Linked DNA regions of Mus musculus: regions 1, 2, 3 and 4 are each linked to region 5. A link is a contact called in public promoter capture Hi-C data. All regions are on one chromosome and are shown on one strand. The core of a region is the stretch at or near the end of the contact, and the rest is flanking DNA. Distances in the headings are between cores, read along the strand shown. Region 1 holds the start of Olr1 (oxidized low density lipoprotein (lectin-like) receptor 1). Region 2 overlaps Clec9a (C-type lectin domain family 9, member a). Region 3 holds the start of Clec7a (C-type lectin domain family 7, member a). Region 4 has its middle 13 kb from the start of Clec2e. Region 5 holds the start of Cd69 (CD69 antigen).

Region 1 (2,700 bases), core at 75-2,574, 230 kb after region 5:
GGCTCTACTACCAAGCCCCAGCACTCTTGACTCTGAGCTAGTTCAGCCACTCAGATATTAAATCACACTACACTCACCCTTATCCTACCCATTGAAAGATTTCAGGCTTACTTACAGACACAGTCTGTCTTCCCTCCTCTTCTTATACTTTGTTCCTTTTTTTCCTGAGTCTGGGTTTCTCTGTGTTTCCCTGGCTGTCCTAAAGCTCACTCTGTAGAGAAGGCTGACCTGCCTCTGCCTCCCAAGTGTTAAGATTAAAGGTGTGCACCACCACCACCTGGCCTTTTCCTCTTAATTTTATAAAATAAAAGACATTTTATCTGTAGTTGTCTACAAAAATGAGTTATCAATTAAACCTAAATAATTCAATTTACTGTAGTAGCCAAATACAAATTACAATTTTTCTTTTTTCTTTCTTTCTTTCTTTCCTTCTTTCTTTCTTTCTTTCTTTCTTTCTTTCTTTCTTTCTTTCTTTTTTTTTATTAGATATTTTCTTCATTTACATTTCTTTTTTTTGGATTTTTTATTAGATATTTTCTTCATTTACATTTCAAATGGTATTCCCTTTCCTAGTTTTCTCTCTGAAAGTCCCCTATACCCTCCCCCCAACCCTGCTCCCCAACCCACCCACTCCTGCTTCCTGGTCAAAGCAATGATGGACAAGAAAGTCTAACGTATATTCAGTCATACTGAATATACCAAATTTGCTTTAGATAATTCACAAAGCACTTCAGATTTTTGCAGTACTTCAGCAACACACATAAAAACAATTAGTGTGTGCTCTAAATGGATGCATTTTCGCCCATTTTTTTTTTTTTATGGATTGGATTCTTCATACATGGGAATCTGGTATGATTTTGGCTCTACTCTGATTAATTCAAGGAAACTGAGTGACTTTATTACTCCTCCTGAGTTAACTTTATATGGAAGGCAGATAATATAAGTACTACAATTAGTAGAAAGCATTAATTTAAAGCCGTAGCATGGAGAACAGCTTATACTAAAGATGTAGTATCAGCTAGTTGTTATCTTGAATCCTACTTGCTTTCCTTCTAAATAAATGGTCTTGGTCTCTTGTATTTTCTTATATTTGAATGGCTTTACCCTCTAACCTCATTCCTCAGTACATTTAATTTATATTTCTGAGCTAAGCCTGGCATTCTGTCTCTATAAGCATCTACCCACCCCTGTTACCTTTAGGCTTCTTGCCACATGACTTCTGATCAGGCTCGTCATTCGCAGGCTTCATCTTGTCATCAAAAGTCATCTCCAAATTCCTGCTAAGAGTGAAAAACTGAAACAGTCGAGGACCTCAGCCAACTGCCAGTGTGCGGAGCTTCTGTTGCAGTTTAAATAGCCGCTCTTATCTAGCAGAGGATGACTCAACCGTCGCGGGAGGAAAGGAAGCTTTGCTTCATATTGGAAAGTTGGCTAACACAAATTCTTAGGTTGTGTCTCTTGTGGGTGGGGAGAATTATATCCAGTCATGCTTCATGACCTTTCACTAAGAAACAGACAGCAGGGGAAAGAGGGCTGACCACGACAATTATAGGAAAGATACTGCAGACAAATCAGATAAGGGTTTGGAAGTCAAAGAAGCACATTCTTCAAGTTAGGTGATTGGACTGGATGGTTCGACTTGTTTGTTCACATTTTTCTGTTTGCTGATTCACCAAAGCAGATTGTCGCTATATGGTGTCTGTTTTATAAGCACCATGTTTTACTTTTAATAGTTTTAATGAGCAATCAGAAATATGACTTAAGTCACATAGGATTTCCATTCCTGGCCCTGAGTGCTGGAGTTTAGGGGAAGTCTTGAGTACAGAGACTTTAAACAGCAGCAGCAGCCCAGTAGAAATAGCTAGAGTAAGTCTTAGATCTTTCCCTGGGTCTGTCATCTCAGGAAATATTTATATTGAATCTACATATTTGTCTGGAGTTTGAGGATAATGTATGTTTGATAACGTTCCAATGGCCAGGTATAGTGGCATTAACCTGTAACCAAACACTTGGCTCAGGTAATGTTTCAATAGGAGCTTAGATGTAAAAATGACAGGTTTTTGTAGTTGGAACATAAAAGTCAGAAATAATAGTTAAAACTGCTACTAATTGTAGTATCCAGGATACTTAAATTGATTAGAAAAGAGTATGTTTTACTCTGACCTATGCCTTGGCTTTTTATACCTATATACACCATGAAAAGATATGTCTCTGAAATTACTTATACTTTTTAACATGTGTGTGTGTGTGTGTGTGTGTGTGTGTGTGTGTGTGTGCACTTGAGCTTGCTTGTATGTGTGCAAAACACAGATACAAGTGGAGGTCAGAGGGCAAATCAGGTATTGGTAGGCCCTGGTCTCTCACTGATTAAGGAAAGGTCTCTTATTGCCTGATACATGCTCCAGGCTAGCTGATCTGAAAGATTCCAGATTCCCTCCTATCTCTGCCCTCCATCTCACAGTAGGAGTGCTAAGATTATGGACAGGACAGGTGTTTGACCAACTCTCGAGTTCCTAACTCAGGTTCAGCCCTTGCATGTGTTTTTGTGAAAGTAAAGTAACCCTCTTATAGACTAAACAATTTTTTTTGAGTTTGAGTATACAAGACTCTAACAGAGAGGAAAAAGTGATGGGGGGAAAGGGGATAGATTGATTGTTGTTAGGGTTTTGTTTGTTTGTTTTGGTTTGTTTTGGTTTTTTT
Region 2 (2,700 bases), core at 153-2,652, 150 kb after region 5:
TGGCCAATAAACTGTTAGTCCTTTGTATCACTTAATGCTGAGAAAACTTTCTGGTAAAAAGACTGTGATAACTATTGATCGATTTCTATATTGAGCTTTCCAGATGAGAATGGCATTTCATGGGTACAACCAAGTGCCTTAGTATGTTGAGAACAGAGCCGAGAGAAACGCATTGGCTCTCACCTACCTTTATGCAAACATGGCTTGGTTTTCTTTAGAAACTATTTGTTCAAATTATATCAACATATCCTTTGTAAAACTTAATAGATGCTATTTGAAGGAGGACAAAACCACCACAGAAGGCTACCACATTAAAGCAAACTAAAATAAATCCAACAGCATCTCTGGAGAGTTTCCCTTTCAAATACCACTGTCATCTTCACATCTAACCTCTAACCTGAGAAGTTACCTTACTTTTTCAGGTTGCCAGCAGAAAGACAGCGATCAGCCGGCCAGATCTGTGGATACCTCAAAGATTCTACTCTCATCTCAGATAAGTGCGATAGCTGGAAATATTTTATCTGTGAGAAGAAGGCATTTGGATCCTGCATCTGAAAGATACAACTCAAAGCTACCTGTTACACAAGTGTTTGAAAGAGGCCAAAGAGCAAACACAGGAGGAGATTGATGTGAGACTATGAAGGCAAGCTTGATTTTTTATTTACACTTGGCAATAGTCTGTAACGCTTTGCAGATTTCAGTTGACCTTGTCCATTGTGCCAAGGAAAAAATTGATTTAGAGCTACAGAAGATCTGACTCAGTGAGAACAAAGAAGAGAAAATAATTTCCTGTGTGTTTGAAAGTCCAAAGTGACGATCCATACCACACCGAGATCTAGCTGTCCTTGTGGGAGTTTTTATGCAATCCTTGGTTTGTACTTTTAGTAAACAATTCTATCTACTATACTTACAACTGACAAAATTTTCTTCAGGTCACCTTCCAGTAATTATAGATCATAAGATCACACACTGAGAGGAGAGAGATGGATTTCTAAACTGTAGTATTACCACCAATCATACGCCAGGGGTCCTTTGGCTCTAGGTAAAAATGAGCAGAATGGGGACCTCCAGTGTTTTTAATCTTCTTCTGAGGCCCAGGGCCTGGGGGATGACCTCACAGATATAGAGATTTACAGTTTCTAACCCTTGGAGCTAGGGGGCTATTGCTCCGGGATCTGAGTGCTCAGGTTGAAGGCTTATAGCTTTTCGTTTTAATCACTACTGGCTCTGGGTCTTGGCAGCTTTTACAATCCCTAACCTTTAGCAGCAATACCAGACAGCAGTCAGTAGCAGCAAGCAGCTCCCACTAGTGTTATAGCTCTTGGATGGCTTTAGGGTGGTGGGGCATTAACTCTGCAGTGACTACTATTACAGTCCTCTGGTCTAGAATGCAGGAATCTCCCATCAGCCCTTGTTGGCTGTTAGTGTTACAGCTCTCAGCATAGGTTTTCTGTGATCCTTGGTTCCAAAGACTGCAGCTGCTTGGCACTCTTCCAGGTCTCCAAGCCCGTGTTTCTCCTTCCTGGTTGGCCACAGTCTTCTGTCTTTACTCAGCCTTGCTTTTCTGCCTTCTCTCATTTCTCTAACTCTACCATTCCTCAGTCTCTCTGTTTCTGCTGCCCATCCTTTCTGCCATGACCCATCTCTGGAATTTTTCAGGTGTTCTCTTGTCTGTCGACTGCCACGGTAACTGCTGTCACCACTAGAGCTGCTTGCTCTGCTTGGTTGCCTTTGCTCCCATCTTGTGCTTCTGCATCTTCTCTTTGTGTTAGCAGCTCAGGCTACTCTTCTAATGCAGGGCAAAGGAGGAGAAAAAGGACCATTCGGGAAGTCTTTTATTGGTGTTAATGTTACAGCATCAGGAGTGTCAGAGGAGGGGGTGTCCTGGCTGACTCTAAAACTGAACTAAACAGCCCATTTAATAGATAAGAAGTGGGTGTAGTGCGGGTGTCTGCACCTTCACAGTAGCTCTTCAAGGACTGTGTTTGCACCAATCACAGCACAGACTCTTGTTTACAGTCACAGATCTTCCCTAGGTTCATGGTTGGAAGTGCTCCCTCTCTGGCCCAAATGAGAACTGCAGGACAGGCTGGGCCTTGGGCAATTTGCCAAAAGGCTTCCCTTGCTTAGTTAGAGTGCTGTTTTCCATAGGCTATTCCAGTTGTGGGAGCAGTCACAACTGGAGCATGTCTTCAGCCATGGGGTGGTGGTATTCTTCAGTAGCTAGAGGGGCTTCAGAGTAAAGTGCCCAAACTGCTGGCTGGACTGTCATGAGGGCAGTCTGGCCAGATGTTAGTAAAAAGGCTGCTTGGCTGATAGCTTGAATTCACGTTCACAGACAATAAAAGTGTGTTTACAATAAATACTTAATAAAACCCCAGTACATGACAATTCGAATAGCACTTAGCAGTACTTCATAAAAATGAACATTTAACAGGGTTTAACTTCTGCCCCAAAGCTGTAGAGTCATTGAGTCCCTCTGATCTGCCTCAGAAGGAACCAGGGCTTTTTCTGTCTATGGTGCTTTTCAGACTGCAGAGTTCTGCTGGGAAAGGTACTCTTTGAATTTCATGTAGGGGAAGGATTAGCATGGACATCAGCATGTCCCATTGTGTAGGTGGAGCCTTCCATCCTATTGCTCACAGATCAAACGGCTCAGTCTGCGCTGACAAGATGAACAAGATGAACAACCTAGTTCCT
Region 3 (2,700 bases), core at 37-2,536, 200 kb after region 5:
GCATATAAGCCATGCCCCTTCCCTCAATCAATTTTTAGACTATTTTCCAAGCAAATTTCACAAGAGAGTGATTGTGTAAGTGGTTATAAATAATTGCATAATGTGAACATCAAAAAGCGGAAGAAAACAAACTGACATTAGAACCCGTCAGTCATCTCTTCCTTTAAGTTAACAGCGAACTGATTTTTGTTTTAAGCTGATGATACCAACAACAGAAAGCCAAGTCATAGAGCTGCCCAATAGGTGACCCTGAAAGAGACTAAAACACTCACTCCGTGTTAGGACTTTAATGTCCTTTATTCTTGTCTTGTTTCCGTTTTAATATCTATCTCCTGATAATGAGACATTTTAATGTAGCTTGTGTTTTCCATAGCTGACATACTAACATCTCGTTTTATAAAATCCAAATTAATCTCTTACCAAAAGAGCATAGCGGATTTGGGATTTACACCCCATGACTCCTGGCTTCTCTTTGGGTTTAACCAAAGATGCATTCATTTTTATTTCCCACACACTCCTCTATGGTTGCATAGAGGACCATGACTTTAGCATACTGTGTTGTATGATTGTACAGGTTGTTCGTTTATCTGTTTCCTGGCCCCCTCACAAGTTGCTAAAAAACAAGGAAAAAGCAACTCTACTAAAATTCTTTCATCTTTCTCTTTTACTCATGTTACCAGTGCTACCTCTGACTGTAGAGTAGAGTAGTCCTGTTTTCTGCCATAAACCAAAAGCAATTTGTGGAAGTCGTTGATGACTTCCAGCAGTCTTTAAAACTATACACACACACACACACACACACACACGTGTGTGTATACATGTATATATATATATATATACATATATATATATATATATATACATATATATACATACATACATATATATGTGTGTATACATGTATATATATATATATACATATCATATACATACCACATATACCAAATATATATCATACACACACGCATATATGAAAATATATTTTTGTAGGCAGTTCTACAAATCAAGAATCTCTCCAGGTCTCTACTTCTGTTATTTCAGTTAATGAGAACAAAGGTGCTGTTAGCAGAAAGAAAATGGATACCTTTCTCTGATCCCCTGGGCCTTTTATGGATGTCTTGAGTGCTGAAGTCTAATTGAGTATATCCATCTTCATCCAGATTCTCTATATGAGAGTGATATTTCATTGCTTCACAGGGCCCTAGGTAGGCAGAGCACTTGAATGTTCTTTACTATAAAATAACTGCCAGGATGAGGCTCACTAACCCAAACCCTGAAACAGCCCTTTGCGAGGTTCATGGAGCACAGCTTAAGTAGTCAAGCCAGTGCCCAAAGCAGGAAATGAAAACGCGTTGGAGTAATTTCCCTTTTTTCCTCTAGATCCTGTTTCTGAGGCTGTAACTTCTGAAGAAAACTGAAATGCTGTATGATGCATGACTGTCGTTTTAGATCAACTGTATGACTGATCCATTGACTACAGTCTTAAAAGACATTGGTTACACTCCCCATTGAAACTGACACGATTAATTGGTATGGCCTACATAAACTTTTAAGCAGTTTGAGTGTCTTGAATTCGACACTGGCTTGTTAGAACTCTGATTGCATCCCCACATCCTTTCATGTGTTCATGCCATCCATTGTAGTAAATACTCTATAACTGCCTGGAGTCGGCAGCATTGGCGGAAGGCTCTCCACAAGGAAATTTATTGCCTGATGGAGGAATCACAGCTGAGCATCCAAAGTACATCACTCCAGCGACACAAAGCGAATGATTCTCTTGGAGGTTTATCATGGAGTAGAAATAGATAGGCGCAAACATTTACTGGGAATGATTCTGCCTTAGTTACTTCACAGCACACCCGCATTCTCATTCTGTCGCCCTCTCTAAGAATTACGCTTTAGCACATATTAGCATTACTATTTTCAAATAAGGAGAAGAAGACATGGATACTCGAAGATGGAAATTTCAAAACTAGAACAAGGGACTAGAACAAAGTCTACTAAGTTTTTAAGACTTGGAATTACTTACTGTTGCACTGGCTTCATTCTTCTGGACTCTTATGATACATATAATAGCCTGAAACATAAAAATAAATTCTCATTCTCTCTCTCTCTCTCTCTCTCTCTCTCTCTCTCTCTCTCCTCTCTTGCAATTCTCAGATTAACAAAAAATGATCAAATAAGTACAGTTTTGAAACAACCATCACTTGATTACTGCTGTAAGTCAACAAGGAGAACATCAAAGAAATGAGAATAGACTTAGTTTAAGGATATGATTGAATTGGAGAAGAAGGTTTTCCATGAATGGAAGTCAGAGTCCACAAAACAAAATTTGAAGACTTTTTCAAGGCTAGAGTGTGCTAATAAAAAAAAAGCTGCAATACTAAAGGGATAGCTAGAGTGAGTCTTCATCAGGACTTGTCAATTGGCACTTATTAAACTAAGAAACTCCTCATCTTTATGACTTGAGGCAGTGGCACACCTGGAAACAATGCACTCTCCTCCAATTCCCAGAGACTGTGAGGAAGAGCAAGGACAATCATCCTCGAATGTTTGCCCTTGAGGAGACTGTTCAGGGTGGTGGACTTCTCATGCCAGAGAAAAGATACTATATTGCAAATCCCAAACATATCTGCTGTAAGAGTGGATTTACCTACCACCTGCTGTCAAGATGTTTTTGTTTTGTTCTGTTTTGTTTTG
Region 4 (2,700 bases), core at 95-2,594, 160 kb before region 5:
CTTTGGCTATCCTGGAATCCACTATGTATGTCTGACTGGCCTAAAACTCACTGATCCACTGAAGGTATATGCCACCACACCTGACTTTCAAGAGCACTTTTGACTCCACTTGGTCTGATATATGTAAAAGTTGATTTACTTGATGGAAAGGGGAGAAAGAAAGGAAGCTTGCTGAGCCTCTTGTTGGTAAATTTGAAGCTGGTATAGAGCCAGTGGGTATGCAAAATAGTTGAGCTGTTGTGGAAGACATTAGAGTCCATTATTAAAGAAGTAAAGAAAGAATTGATGACATTTTGACTGAATGACTCAATGATAAAGAGCACCAAATGATCCAGTGCATATCTGAAGGATTAGATACAGGACTGGTGTTATTGCAACAGAATTTACCACTGCCAAAACATAGCAACAGACAAGCTTGCCTCCCCCCAGGAACATTTAGACAGTGGGTGTTGTGTGCACAGATCATATTCTTCAGCCTTAAGAAAAAAATGACCTATTAGATTTTGTTGACCACATATGCACACTGAGGAAGACTTCAAACTCCAGGGCTGCCTTTTCTACTTCTCCCTTCCAGAGCAGGAGAGCAGAGATGCCGGTTCCTGTTTGTGTCTCCTATCACAATGGCATCACCTTTCACCTCAGGAAAGTAGACAGGAGGCCAAACTCTTCCAGTAAAATGTTTCTGCCCAAAGATCAACACTGACACATGAGGACTTGGTCTTTGAGCAGACAAGCTCAATGACTGTCATGACAGGAAGGCCTCCCCAAACCACTTCATGTGACCCCTGGGACTGCTATAGGAGTCTGTGGTCAGATATCTAAGGGAATATTGAATAGAGGGGACAGCTCAGCACAAGATCCTTGGAAAGATGAAAGGTGTTGAGACTACTTGTGCCCTGGTGACTCAAAGAGAGGCTCATGAGATGGAAAGGAAAAAGAAGGGGAAGGAGGAGCAGATGGTAAAGTGCACCAGGTACAAAATGTACCAGATAAAGCCAGGTTTTTGTGAAGTGAAGTACAACATGCTGGAGAAGATAAACATGTGTCCTGTGTATGATGTGGCAGGAGGTGTGGGTTGTACATAGAATGTGTTGCAGGTGGTGTGGATTCTACATAGTATGTAGGGTAAGTGGTATGGGTCCCATGTAGGAGGTGGGCCAAGTGACCTATGGGAAGCACGCTTCCTGTGGCTGGACATTTCCTGTAGTCTTTCCTGATCTGCAACCTGAACCTGATGTAAAGACCACCAAGGACCCCACAGAGCAAGGACAGTGCAGACCAGTGCAGACCAGTGCAGACCAGTGCAGACCAGTGCAGACACATCAAGGAAGTGGTGTGTAATTTTGTCAAGTACTGTTTCCCCTCTGCATTCACTGAGATGACCAAATGCCTTTTGTCTTCCTGTTTGCTTCTATTTATACTGTTAGATAATGTTGTCCATTCATCATTTCCTATCTCCCATTAGTGCTTTGTCTGGGGCTCTGTTAGCACACTGAGCATGTTTATGACAATTGCTTTTTAATCTGACAAGCAGCTCATAAATCTTAAGTGACACCTTAGTCTACTAAGCATCATTTTGATGGGACCATCTTTCTCTGTTGGATTTGTATACAATTCTCATTCTCTCTGTCTCTCTGTCTCTCTGTCTCTCTGTCTCTCTGTCTCTCTCTCATACACACACACACACACACACACACAAGACAAAGTTCCTTTACATAGCACTGACTGTTCTGGAATTCACTCTGTAGATTAGACTGGCCTTGAACTCACAGAAGTTCACCTGCCTTTACTTCCTGAGTTCTGGGATCAAAGGCTTACAGCACTATGCCCTGTTCTCACAATGACTTAAGAATTTGCAAACCAAGTCAGCTGTTCCAGGCATTACAAATGCTCTCCACCCAAGGGAACTCTTCATCAATCAGCCCAGATAGAAATAAACACATTCCTCAAATCTTTCCCATGTCTCACTCTCCTTAGAAGCTGCCTGGGAACTGCACTTGCAACATGCTGTTTCCTTTATGTTCTGTTGGCTCCGACAGTGTGATTTGTCAGGGCAGGGTCACTAATCTCTGTGTTCTTCTTCCCACTGTAGCCACTTTGAAGAAGTCTCCCTTTTCTAATCCCCTGCCCCATACACACACTATTGGCTTCTCTAGTATGGGTGGCTGAAGCTGCCTTCTTGGGCTACAGACTGAAATGGAAGTGGTGACATTCCCTCCCATACACAATCCAAGTAAGATGGCTGGATGAGTTCCCCAAGCATGAACTCTCAGAGGGTTTTATTTCTGTATGTACAACAATGATAGTAGGGTTTTCCCTGGTGTAATGGTTATGCAGGCATTTGGTGCTGTTCTCTAGATTCTATATCAGGCAAAGTGATGTCAGCTTACTGCATGCTCCCCACAGACCCATGAGGCTCTGGGTGCTTCTGGTCACTTCACACCGTAGCCAGCGCCTGTTAAAGAGAACATCACACCTCAGAAAGGTTACTTCTCACAGCATCGTTGTGGATTCCTTGAAGCAACAGAGAGCTTAGTAAGACCTCAGTGTCCACAAAGCACCATTTGAATCTTCTGCTAAGACCATTTGTCTTCTCCTGACCTTTCTAATATATCTCCACACTTTTCAGCGGTTACCAGGTTATTAGGTGGTTATAAGTCATGAAATATATTTGCAATTTATTCACACATTCCCCACCTA
Region 5 (2,700 bases), core at 54-2,553:
TATACAAAGGTAGATGGAGCTGACCCCAGGCCAGGTCAGGAATTTCTGCATTTGGTCTTTCCTTCATTCCACTATTTATTATAGTTTCATTATTATCTGCTTTTTAAAAAAAATTTAAGTGAGACATATAGGTATGGGTTGCTTAGGTATCTAAAAATGAATATTGTAGACTTTATATCTATGTTTTTGACTTCATGCTCTCAAAGAAGGGATGAGATTTTAAAGGTAACTGAGACTTTTAAAAAATTTTTTATTTTTAATTTTTTTACACAACAAGACAACTTGACAGAGAAACTCAGAAAATAATTCGTTCCTCACCAACTATCTTGGCGGTGTTGGTCATAGCAAATCCCTTTATTAACTGGATCGCTCGTGCTTTCAAATAACTCTCATTCCCAAGTGCTAAGTGCTGGAGGGCTCCTTACAACTCAGATAGAAACAGACAGAAGAGACAGAAATGTGAAGGGTGATCATGCTTTTGTAAAAAGGAAGAAAAATATATAGTCATAGAATTTGAAGTGATTCATTGGAGGAGAGAGACAGAACAAAATGTAAGGAGGAGATTCCATAGGTCTCTGCAGAAGATGACATTTTAATGACAGGGTTACATTCTAATGCATCACCATATGACACTGCACATGTTCAGGTGTGTGTAATGCTGTTTTCTCTGAGCCTGGAGACCCGAATGCTGCTAACCACTGGAGGATTCATGAGGAGAACACTAATGAGGGAATACACACAGAAAGCAGGCAAATGGATAAGGAAAGAGCAAGAACGTAACTCTTTGTGTGAAAAACAGAGTTCTTCATAAAGAAAAGGATAAAACTTACTGATGATGGTGGTTATGGGAAAACTATAGAGAATAACTAGGTCAAGCCAGGCAATTTATCATTTATCATTTAAATCCACGAGTTGAGATGTTACAAATCTATTCAAAGGAAAAGTCCTTTCAAGATCATCTGAAAGTCATATAGCTCTCTCTCATACAAGTATCTTGTCTTCTCATAGCTAGAGAGGTATTTACCTATGCCCAGTTTCTCTTTTACTGATTGAAACAGAACATAACCAAGTCCTCTGATAATCTCTCCATTCTCCGCTCTATTCCACACATCAAATGTAGAGATCATTCCAGAATGTAAGAAATCACATGACTTACCCTTCTGCCCTCTCTCCAGATGTGAAGAGCTATTTTCCGTTATAGAACAGTTTTCAGAATCCATCCTTTTTAATTTTTTTCCCCTCAAGGTCCCTGGCGACTCTCAAGTGGTCCACGGAGAGATGTAGCTGGAGCTGTCTTGTTCAGTGTCTTGATCTCGGAGGATTTCAGCCTTTATACTCGATTAGGCTCCACCCCTTCCTCCTACCCTGTACTCACTCAACTCAGCCAGTTCTCTTTAATTTATGCTCCAGCGGCCTAGACACTTCACCGTGTGTTGTTGTGGTGAGCTGCGGGTTTTCCCTGCTGTCTGAAATGTGCTTTCTCACAACTGTAGCTTCAAGAGGAAGAGATAAATGGGATTTTCCCAGAATCGAAGACATCCTTCCACAAACTTTTAAAAACACAAATAACTTAGGAAATGGTATAATCTAAACAAGGAGCTAAAAGTTTGAGATTGCTGTATTTGACATGGAAAAGCACTGGAAGAGAGAGTAAAACTTTTTCATGCAATCCTTTGCATTGGTTTCTTTGTATATGTAGGCAGGTACAGGCATTTATTGAATACCCATTATGTACCAGGTGCTGTTGGTGGCCAGAAGATGTACTGTTGAGTAGGGATTTTAAAATCTCTATCTTTGTGGCTCTCTCTCTCCCTCTCTCTCAATTGGACAAGTTTTATTTAGTTAATTATGGATTTAAAACGTGTGGCATTCACTTCTTTTTTCCCCAGAGACTAGTTCTTTCAAGTGTCAGGAGTTGCTTTAGTGCAGGAAACAGAAAGCTTGTGGTCTGAAACTTCCTCGGTGTGATCTAAAACTGTTTCTCTTCAGTTATCTATTTCATCATCCCTTGCTCATTTTCTTGTCATCCTCCACTGTCAAACTTACTTTGTCTCACTGCAGAATATCTCCTTCTATTTCCCCATGTCCTTTTCAGGTGTCTGTGGCCTCGGATATTTGGAAGATGATCCCTATACACATATCTTCCCATGATATCCATCTCATTCAGATAAGTTATTGAGCACCACATAAATGCAGAAAATGTCTGTTTTGGTAAGTCAAGTGTGAGGATCTTAAAAAATTACAAGCATGATTTCTTACATTCTGGAATGATCTCTACATTTGACATATGGAATAGAGCAGAGAATGGAGAGATTGTCAAAGGACCTGGAGTAAAGTTGTCTGGTTTGCCTTTGTGAAGATATAATGCTTAGGTTGCTTGGAAGGTACCGGCACAGACAACTGAGGTGAGCCAGCAGGTGGATTTGTCTGCTTGAGACACAGACAGGTACATGCTGGTCCTAATGTGCCTTTTTGTTCTCAGTATCTTTCCTGCACAGCAGCTGGGATGAGATTAAGTATGTCATATCATCTTGTTGAGAACATTCAGCTCACCAAAGGCTTCCTAATAAAGGTTCCTTAAAATCCAAAGACCTTACAGCCAAGAAGAACCTCTACATTGGCCTCTGGGCACTTCCTCTATTACTTTCCCTCTACAACAGAGAGCTTCTTCTTATTCCATAGGAGTGCCCAGGAGCCTGC

The links. Promoter capture Hi-C pulls out the DNA fragments that hold promoters and counts their contacts. Capture Hi-C pulls out chosen DNA fragments and counts their contacts.
Region 1: a contact with region 5 is called in a promoter capture Hi-C map of the HPC-7 cell line. The contact joins the promoter of Olr1 here to the promoter of Cd69 in region 5. A contact is called at or near these places in 15 of 39 promoter capture datasets (the 3T3-L1 cell line, 3T3-L1-derived adipocytes, the C10 cell line and 10 more), 14 of 484 Hi-C or Micro-C datasets (the AML12 cell line, the HL-1 cell line, bone marrow-derived dendritic cells and 11 more), 1 of 115 datasets of contacts at active chromatin or transcription factors (pancreatic cancer cells) and 3 of 9 other capture datasets (adipose tissue, liver and macrophages).
Region 2: a promoter capture Hi-C map of liver shows a contact between it and region 5, with 3 times the contacts expected there. The contact joins the enhancer-like site here to the promoter of Cd69 in region 5. A contact is called at or near these places in 15 of 39 promoter capture datasets (the 3T3-L1 cell line, 3T3-L1-derived adipocytes, the C10 cell line and 9 more), 1 of 115 datasets of contacts at active chromatin or transcription factors (CD8 T cells) and 2 of 9 other capture datasets (adipose tissue and liver).
Region 3: a promoter capture Hi-C map of adipose tissue shows a contact between it and region 5, with 2.9 times the contacts expected there. The contact joins the promoter of Clec7a here to the promoter of Cd69 in region 5. A contact is called at or near these places in 4 of 39 promoter capture datasets (the C10 cell line, the HPC-7 cell line, liver and 1 more), 6 of 484 Hi-C or Micro-C datasets (embryonic stem cells, liver, myeloid progenitors and 1 more), 1 of 115 datasets of contacts at active chromatin or transcription factors (bone marrow-derived macrophages) and 2 of 9 other capture datasets (adipose tissue and liver).
Region 4: a promoter capture Hi-C map of liver shows a contact between it and region 5. The contact joins the enhancer-like site here to the promoter of Cd69 in region 5. A contact is called at or near these places in 12 of 39 promoter capture datasets (the C10 cell line, the HPC-7 cell line, cranial neural crest and 9 more), 1 of 115 datasets of contacts at active chromatin or transcription factors (embryonic stem cells) and 4 of 9 other capture datasets (adipose tissue, liver, macrophages and 1 more).

What each region holds. Positions count from the first base shown.
Region 1 is chr6:129,505,841-129,508,540 of GRCm38.p6, forward strand. Olr1 (oxidized low density lipoprotein (lectin-like) receptor 1) reads right to left here and starts at 1,325. Exons shown (of 8, transcript NM_138648.2): 1 at 1,195-1,325. The coding sequence starts at 1,267.
Region 2 is chr6:129,421,804-129,424,503 of GRCm38.p6, forward strand. It overlaps Clec9a (C-type lectin domain family 9, member a), which reads left to right. Exons shown (of 7, transcript NM_001205363.1): 7 at 423-2,700. The coding sequence ends at 555. It also overlaps a transcript of Clec12b not described here. Among named protein-coding and RNA genes, the nearest start is that of Clec9a, 14 kb to the left of the region's middle. Within about 2 kb of position 1,403, at least 103 of the 459 cell types and tissues checked have an H3K27ac peak or open chromatin away from gene starts, as enhancers often do. A contact at or near this core is called in the HPC-7 cell line, adipose tissue and liver, where this site is marked.
Region 3 is chr6:129,471,499-129,474,198 of GRCm38.p6, forward strand. Clec7a (C-type lectin domain family 7, member a) reads right to left here and starts at 1,287. Exons shown (of 5, transcript NM_001309637.2): 1 at 1,085-1,287. The coding sequence starts at 1,187. All of the region lies in intron 2 of Gm45969 (a long non-coding RNA gene), which reads left to right.
Region 4 is chr6:129,112,072-129,114,771 of GRCm38.p6, forward strand. No RefSeq gene overlaps it. Among named protein-coding and RNA genes, the nearest start is that of Clec2e, 13 kb to the left of the region's middle. Within about 2 kb of position 1,345, at least 32 of the 459 cell types and tissues checked have an H3K27ac peak or open chromatin away from gene starts, as enhancers often do. A contact at or near this core is called in the HPC-7 cell line, adipose tissue and liver, where this site is marked.
Region 5 is chr6:129,274,066-129,276,765 of GRCm38.p6, forward strand. Cd69 (CD69 antigen) reads right to left here and starts at 1,304. Exons shown (of 5, transcript NM_001033122.4): 1 at 1,157-1,304. The coding sequence starts at 1,220.